Regions from separate parts of the Gossypium raimondii genome. Here region 1 is linked to region 2. Evidence: chromatin contacts called from public Hi-C data. All regions are on one chromosome and are shown on one strand. The core of a region is the stretch at or near the end of the contact, and the rest is flanking DNA. Distances in the headings are between cores, read along the strand shown.

Region 1 (3,491 bases), core at 380-2,879, 150 kb before region 2:
GTGTTAAGCCTTTGTCACAAGGTGGAAAAAAAGTCTTCATTAAAAGTGTCGTACAATCTATCCCTACAATCACCATGTATTACTTTTTGTTATCGGCTTCTTTATGATTAGATATGGAAAAAATATTACTCGATTTTGGTGGAAATACTTTGGGGGACGAAGAGGGATCTCTTGGTGTACTTGGTCTAAGTTATGCGAACTAAAGTCGACTGGAGGTTTTGAATTTCTTGCCTTGGCAAAGTTTAATGTGCCAATGTTGGCTAAGAAAGGTTAGAGATTGATTAAACACCCTAACTCGTTGTTGGCACGAGCTCTTGATGCTAAATACTACCCCAATTGTGCCTTTATGAATGCGCCTCACGAAACTTACCTTTCTTACCTTTGGAAATGCTTTTAGGCTGCGAAGGGGTTGTTGCGTCAGGGCCTAAGTTGGCATGTGGGTGTAGGCACAAGTGTTCGAGTTTGGGATGATGTGTTGATCCCAGGCTTACCTGGTTGACAATTACAACACATGGGGGTTAGTTCACCGGTCTTCTTTGTCTTAGAGTTTATCAATCAGACTACAAGACAGTGGGATGGTCAACGACTTACCAATGTGTTGGACAGGACTATAGCGGACAGAGTGTTGTGTATACCCCTTTCTCGAGTTGCCCATGTAGACTTTATGGTGTAGGGTCAGAGCCTTCGAAGGACTACACCGTGTGCATTGGTTACCGACTCCTTACTACGTCAGATTTTACTGAGAACATAAACCCTTACCAACCTATTTACAACAAACTATGGAAGATGCAACTTCTGGTAAAAATTAAGGTTACAACATGACGTATTTTTCATAATTTTATCCTTAGCTATTACAATCTTTACAAAAGAAGGATTCGTCCTTCCTCACTATGTCCTCGGTGTATGGCCAGGGCTGAAAATTTGGAACACATTTTTCGATATTGTCCTCCGACATCTGGTGTTTGGAAGAAGCTGCATGTTACATGGCCTAGTGCATTATCAAATGTTTCATTTCAAGATTGGTTTCTTTATGTTTTAACTATGCAAACTGGTTTTGTTTCTCGATTAGTGGTGTGTGCTCTGTGGTTAATTTGGCATGCTAGGAATCGTCGGGTTCATGACAATATAATAGTTCAAATTAAGGATATTGTCTGTAGGGTGCAGTCTTACCTCCTGGAGTTTGACGTGGTGCATGCGAAGTTTCCTGGATATCTAATTAGGATTGAGTGCTGGCGGCCTCCTGAAGGGTCTTGTTTGATAGTGAACTTCGATGCTACTTTCCATACGTCTATGATGTTGTCCCGCGCGAGGATAGTTGTTACAAATAAACTAGGTTTCGTTGTTGGTTCCAAATCAGTAGTAAACACACATATACCTTCTACTTTTGCTGCAGAAGTTCTGGCTTGCTACCATGTTGTCCAATTGGGTCTCAATTTGGGCTTACAAGAGGTGATTTTCGAAGGCAACTCCCTTAAAGGCAACTCCCTTATTGTGATTCGCAAGCTTTATTCCCTTCACCATGGCGAGTCGATTATTGGCCACCTGTTGGATTCTAAGGGTCTCCACGGTGAAGGGAATAATCTACCTGCATGTTTGATTCAAGTTAAGGGGTTGGTCGGGCAGTTTCGCTTGGATCGGTTTTTGCATGTTTCCTGTAAGGGGAATACAGTGGCCCACCTGTTGGATTCTAAGGGCCTCCACGGTGAGGGTTGCGCTTTTTAGAGGTGAATTCTCTATATGGCTCTATTGGCTATGGGGAGGGATTGTCGCGCTAGGTGTGTAGGTGTGCTTTTCAGAGGCAGATTCTCACGCTGTCTCGGTTCACGGTGGTAAGGATTTGGATTAGGGGGAGCTCAAGGGTCATGATGGTTTTCTAGGAGCTTGTGGGTGCTTTCATTGCCTTTTGGGTAGACTTTCAGATCTCTGTGTGTGTCAGTTTCTTGGTTTGCCAACTCGATAGAGCCTCCTTCGTGTTTTTTGGCCACTGTTACCGGTTATTTTGTTTGAAATTGGCAGCTACTCTTTGGCTCAAGTTGTTGTTTCCAAAGGGGTTTTTTAGAACAACTCTTTTGCTCTTGTAAATGCCTTCCTATCTAGTGCGTTTGAGAGCTGTTTGTGCTGGGCTTTCCTTTAGGACTTTCAGGGTTTCTTTCTATTTGAGTTGTGGATTGCTTTTTTCTTTTCTAATCTTGTCTTTTGGACTTGTTTTGTTGCTTTTGCTTGTGTTCTGTTTCTTTTAATTGAAAGCTCGGTTTCTTTCAAAAACAAATATATAAAGTAAAATTCAATCTGTGTCAAATAATTAAAATATTTTAGCTTATAAATAAAAATTCAACCTAACACAATGAATTCCATTATTATTTAAATGTCTTCTGAAAAATTATTTAAATTAGTAATTGAGGCATTGACAGTGTTATCAAAAGTTAAAACTTTAAGATTTTGAGCATTTAAATTTTGAGACTCATCCTGTGCAAAAGAATTTGTGGATTTTACATTAGTTTATTCTAGTTTTAAGTCCCATCATACGTGGGCTTGTTTAAATTTATTTTAATTTAGATTTAGATATATTTCATTTTTAATTCATTCTTCTTTTAGTCAATTGAATTTATTCTAATTCTAATTAATAAACATTTGGTATTTATGAATGATTATAAAATAAAATATAGAGAATAAAGAACAAAGAGAATGGGAGAGCAAAGAGAGAGTGCATTTTTATTGATCAATTGGTATATTTACAAAGCTTCTCCAAAGTCTCTATTTATAGGCATAAGAAGTATAAATGAAATAGAAATCTTCTTCTAATGGCTATTAGAATTTAAAGTACATCAAAACTTATCTTGATATTGATGGACATCCACTTAATAAGATATTCATAACACTCCCCCTTGGATGTCCATTGGTAGAAATGCGTCTCGTTAAAACCTTACAAAGATATAAACCCTGTGGGAAAAAAATCTTAGTGAAAGAAAAATAGTACACGTATCTATAATATGCATAATATGTCACCTTATTAAAAACCTTATAATGAAAACCCAATGGGACAAAACCTCGGTTAAGGGAAAAAGAGTACAGCGCGTATTTACTCCCATCATGAAAACATCACATAATTTCTCATATTCTATGTATTCAATCTTGAATACTAGCTTTTCAAATGACCATTTGAACATATTTTCTAAGTATTTATATCAACATTCTTTTGAAAGTCACGAGTGAGGGAAAATTTTGGGGGAAATATATTTTGATCTCTTCAGGAGTTTCAGCAATAATCATAACAAAATTTAATCATACCCCTCTATAAAAATACAAATAGGTATTTTGGATCCTTTTATAATCCTCTCTCAACTTCTATTGACAAAGTTAAATTTACCACATATGTTCAATTATTTCAATTCATATAAATGAACAATTTCCGATAATTATGTCCTAAATCTTTTATAATCCTCTTCGACATTCTAAATCCTTCAAAATTTTAATATGAACTTTACTATATA
Region 2 (3,391 bases), core at 881-3,380:
TTAAGCAGTCAGACATGCGAGGAACGTCCAATTTGGAGTTTTGAAGGTTTCCAGTGACCATGTGTGTAGAGAGAAAGGAAGGTTTGTGGGAGTTTCAGCAGAGAGGGTGAAGGAAAGTGTTGAATGTTTGATTAGTTGTAAATTGCAGAGTGTACGTGACAGATGTTGATGTAATAAGTTGTTGCGTTGAATAAAACTAAAGTTGTGTTTAAAAAATGGGAGAGTTTTCAATTTTAATTGGGAGTTGTAATTCAATCAAATTAGAGGAGCCATATTCCTATTTCCCACTAAGACACTAAAGAGGGCATGGAAAGTAAGAGCCTTAAAATTTATCTCACAGAGAATATTACCTTTTTCTTATTTATTTATTTTCATTATTTTTATGCAATATTTTTTTGCCACAAAATTGTAATACATTAGTTAATTTTAAATATATTTTAAATGCCACTTAAATTTAAATTAATATTCTAATTTAATAATATGAAATATTTAAATTTTATTTTCAATTTAATCATATTATTATTTTATTTTTATTTAAAATAAATAAATAAATAATATTAAAATAAATAGATTAAATTACTTGTTTGCTACTAATAAACTAACTTTTAAGTACTAAATATCACTAAAAAAATAAAAATAATCAAATTTATATTTTTTGATGGGAAATTTCGAAATTTACCATCACATTTCTAATATCTACAATTAAAATATATAAGTAATTAAAATAAAATATTGGTTGAGTGATAAATTTAAAGTTTTTCTAATGTAATTGGCATGAATTTAAATCCCACCATATGCATATTTTATTGCTTTTTAATTAAAAGGACAAAAGCACCTTCAAATAATATAATTTATTTTAAATATGAAAGATCATTTTGTAATTTTCAAGCGAGTTGGTGTCGATTGACTTGTGACACAAACTCAATCGGGATTTTATTAATATTATAGATATATACATTTCATTGTTACTATTTCTATAATAAATAAAAAGTATAATAATAAATTTAGCCTTCAATGTTTACATTTTTTTGTCAATTTAATCATTATTCCTTTTTAAAGCTAAATTTAGCTCTTAACCTTTCAAAAAGAGTCAAATCATTTTTAATAGAAATCTTGACTAAAACATTAATTTTTAACGTTGTTGGTGTAACAACTCGCATGACAATTTATGTGCTTATCCTACTAACATAACACCATTTGTCTTATATGTCACGTAAACAAATAATTCAAAAATTATAAAAATTAAAATTAAAATTAAAATTAAAATTTAAAAATATAAAAGTTCATAAAAATTTAAAAAGTTAGCATAAAATACAAGTAGATCGTCATGCAAGTTCTTTGTATTTAAAATTTTAATATTTTAGTTAACATTCTCGTTGAAGGAAAAATAATTTTGACTCTTTTAGAAATATTAATAATTAAATTCGATTTTTTAATAGGTTAAAGGTTAAATTTAACTAAAAAAAAGTTTATGTTCAAAACGTTAAAAGAGATAAATTTGACATTATAACTAAAATAAATTCAAAATTCAAAAAGAATGCTTGTCAAAGTCAAATCATAAATGATATATGCGGAAAACCACGAGAGGCGAATTGAAATTGGAAATCCAATGGAGGGTTCAACTTCAATCCCAACCCGGAACAAGACCAATGTTATGCTGACACTTGAACAAAAAACTGACGAATGATACCAGGGGTTGAATCTCCGACACGACGTCGTATAACAACAATAATAAGTTGTCTTCTTTGTTTTAATAATAATAATAATAATAATAATAATAATAATTTGCCTAATTTCCATCCGTTTTTTGAAAAGAATAAAGTTTAATGGGTAATTGTATATATAAAATTTTAATTTAATTTAATTCATAATTATTTATATAATATTATTTTATGATTATATATTACATAGATAAATAATTAAATTTATCACATATAAAAATAGGTTAATATATTCATTTTTAAAATTTATATAACTAAATCAATATTAAAATTTAAATATATATTTAAATCACAAATATATATATAACTGAATTAAATTAAAATTTATATGTATAATTTCACATTAAATTCTTACTCAGAGAAAAAAAAAAACAGTTTGAATAAAATAGGTGCATAGTGTTTGTCGATACAAACTAGGCACGCTTCATTCTGCAGCCTCCTCTTTTAAAAGTCATTGTTTTAGCGGCGATTTCTCCAACCTTCAATTTTATCAGCGAAACTCCCTCGCCTTCCTCTCCCCTCGAACCCTTTCTATCTCTCATTTTAGCAATGGCTCAAGTGGTGGCCACTAGATCCATTCGTGCTAACTTCTTCAGCAAGGCCTCCGGATCCCTTCAGGACCCAGTGGAGAAGCTTAAGCCTGCGTCCTTCGCTTCCAAAGTACTCTTACCTGACCACAGGAAGAGCAACGCCGTCGTGCTTACGAGGAACTCTAGGATTACTGCCAAGAGAGCCTCACGTGCCGAGCCTGAACTTATTCCCGTTTCACCTGAGGATGTACTTAAGGTTTGGCCCACTTCCGACCTCTCTGATCTTCCGCTTTGATTATGAATTTGGTTGCTGCCATCTCATGCTAAAAGAAAAAAGATCAAAAAACGCACTGGATCTTTGATAACTTTTTTGATTTATCTAGAGGCTAAGAAAGCAATAGGCGTGATATTATATAAGTGGAGTGATAATATTATCATGGAGCATGCTGATTGTTTTTTTTTTTTTATAAGAATGGAGCGTGTCAAGTTGAATAAGGTCATGTTTGTATTTTCGAAAATGCATTGTCCTATTAGTGAAACTTGCACAATCCATAAATGGAAATGGTGATTTTTTTTCTCTAAAATGAGGAAACTTCCTGGTCACTTTGGACTATAAATGAGAAATATTTAGGACTGGAGTCAAGATTTCCGCTGAGATCTTTTTACAAGCCAGTCTTTGGTGCACTGTCGGTTGATTTTGTGCTAAAGAAATTATCCAGAGAATAATGAGTAACATGGGGCATAACTTTCACCTGTTTGCCATTGCCGGTGAAAGAAAAGGAACCTTGAAGTGTATAACAACTTAAGTGTTTGGTTAAAATGATGAAGTTCGAATTACACAGTGTATTTCACTTGAAATTTCTGCTTATTTACACTGGTATAGGATGGTGGCATTGCCGTTGAATGACATAGTCACTATGCTTTGAATTGCCATTATATCTATGCTCAAATAACTTATCATGGACAGTTGAAGAGAGAAAATCACCGGAAATCATTGCTTGTAACTTTTCTTACTTTTTTTCTTCAGAGGGAGGAGCAATATGAGCAGTTAAGGGGGATTCAGCAAGTAGGTGATGGATCAGTGGGTATGTGGTCCAAGCCTACTGTTAGACGTAAAACAAAGATTGTTTGCACTATTGG

What was found. Hi-C and Micro-C count contacts between places; a contact is called where the count stands out from the background.
Region 1: a contact with region 2 is called in a Hi-C map of leaf, with 4 times the contacts expected there. The contact joins the enhancer-like site here to the promoter of LOC105791144 in region 2. A contact is called at or near these places in 2 of 2 Hi-C or Micro-C datasets (both in leaf).

What each region holds. Positions count from the first base shown.
Region 1 is chr8:28,487,734-28,491,224 of ASM2569854v1, reverse strand. No RefSeq gene overlaps it. Among protein-coding and RNA genes, the nearest start is that of LOC128042926, 7.5 kb to the left of the region's middle. Within about 2 kb of position 1,629, the one cell type or tissue checked has open chromatin away from gene starts, as enhancers often do. A contact at or near this core is called in leaf, where this site is marked.
Region 2 is chr8:28,334,077-28,337,467 of ASM2569854v1, reverse strand. It overlaps LOC105791144 (plastidial pyruvate kinase 2), which reads left to right and starts at 2,130. Exons shown (of 12, transcript XM_012619070.2): 1 at 2,130-2,507; 2 at 3,279-3,391. The coding sequence starts at 2,271. LOC105791145 (S-type anion channel SLAH2) reads left to right here. Exons shown (of 6, transcript XM_012619077.2): 6 at 1-216.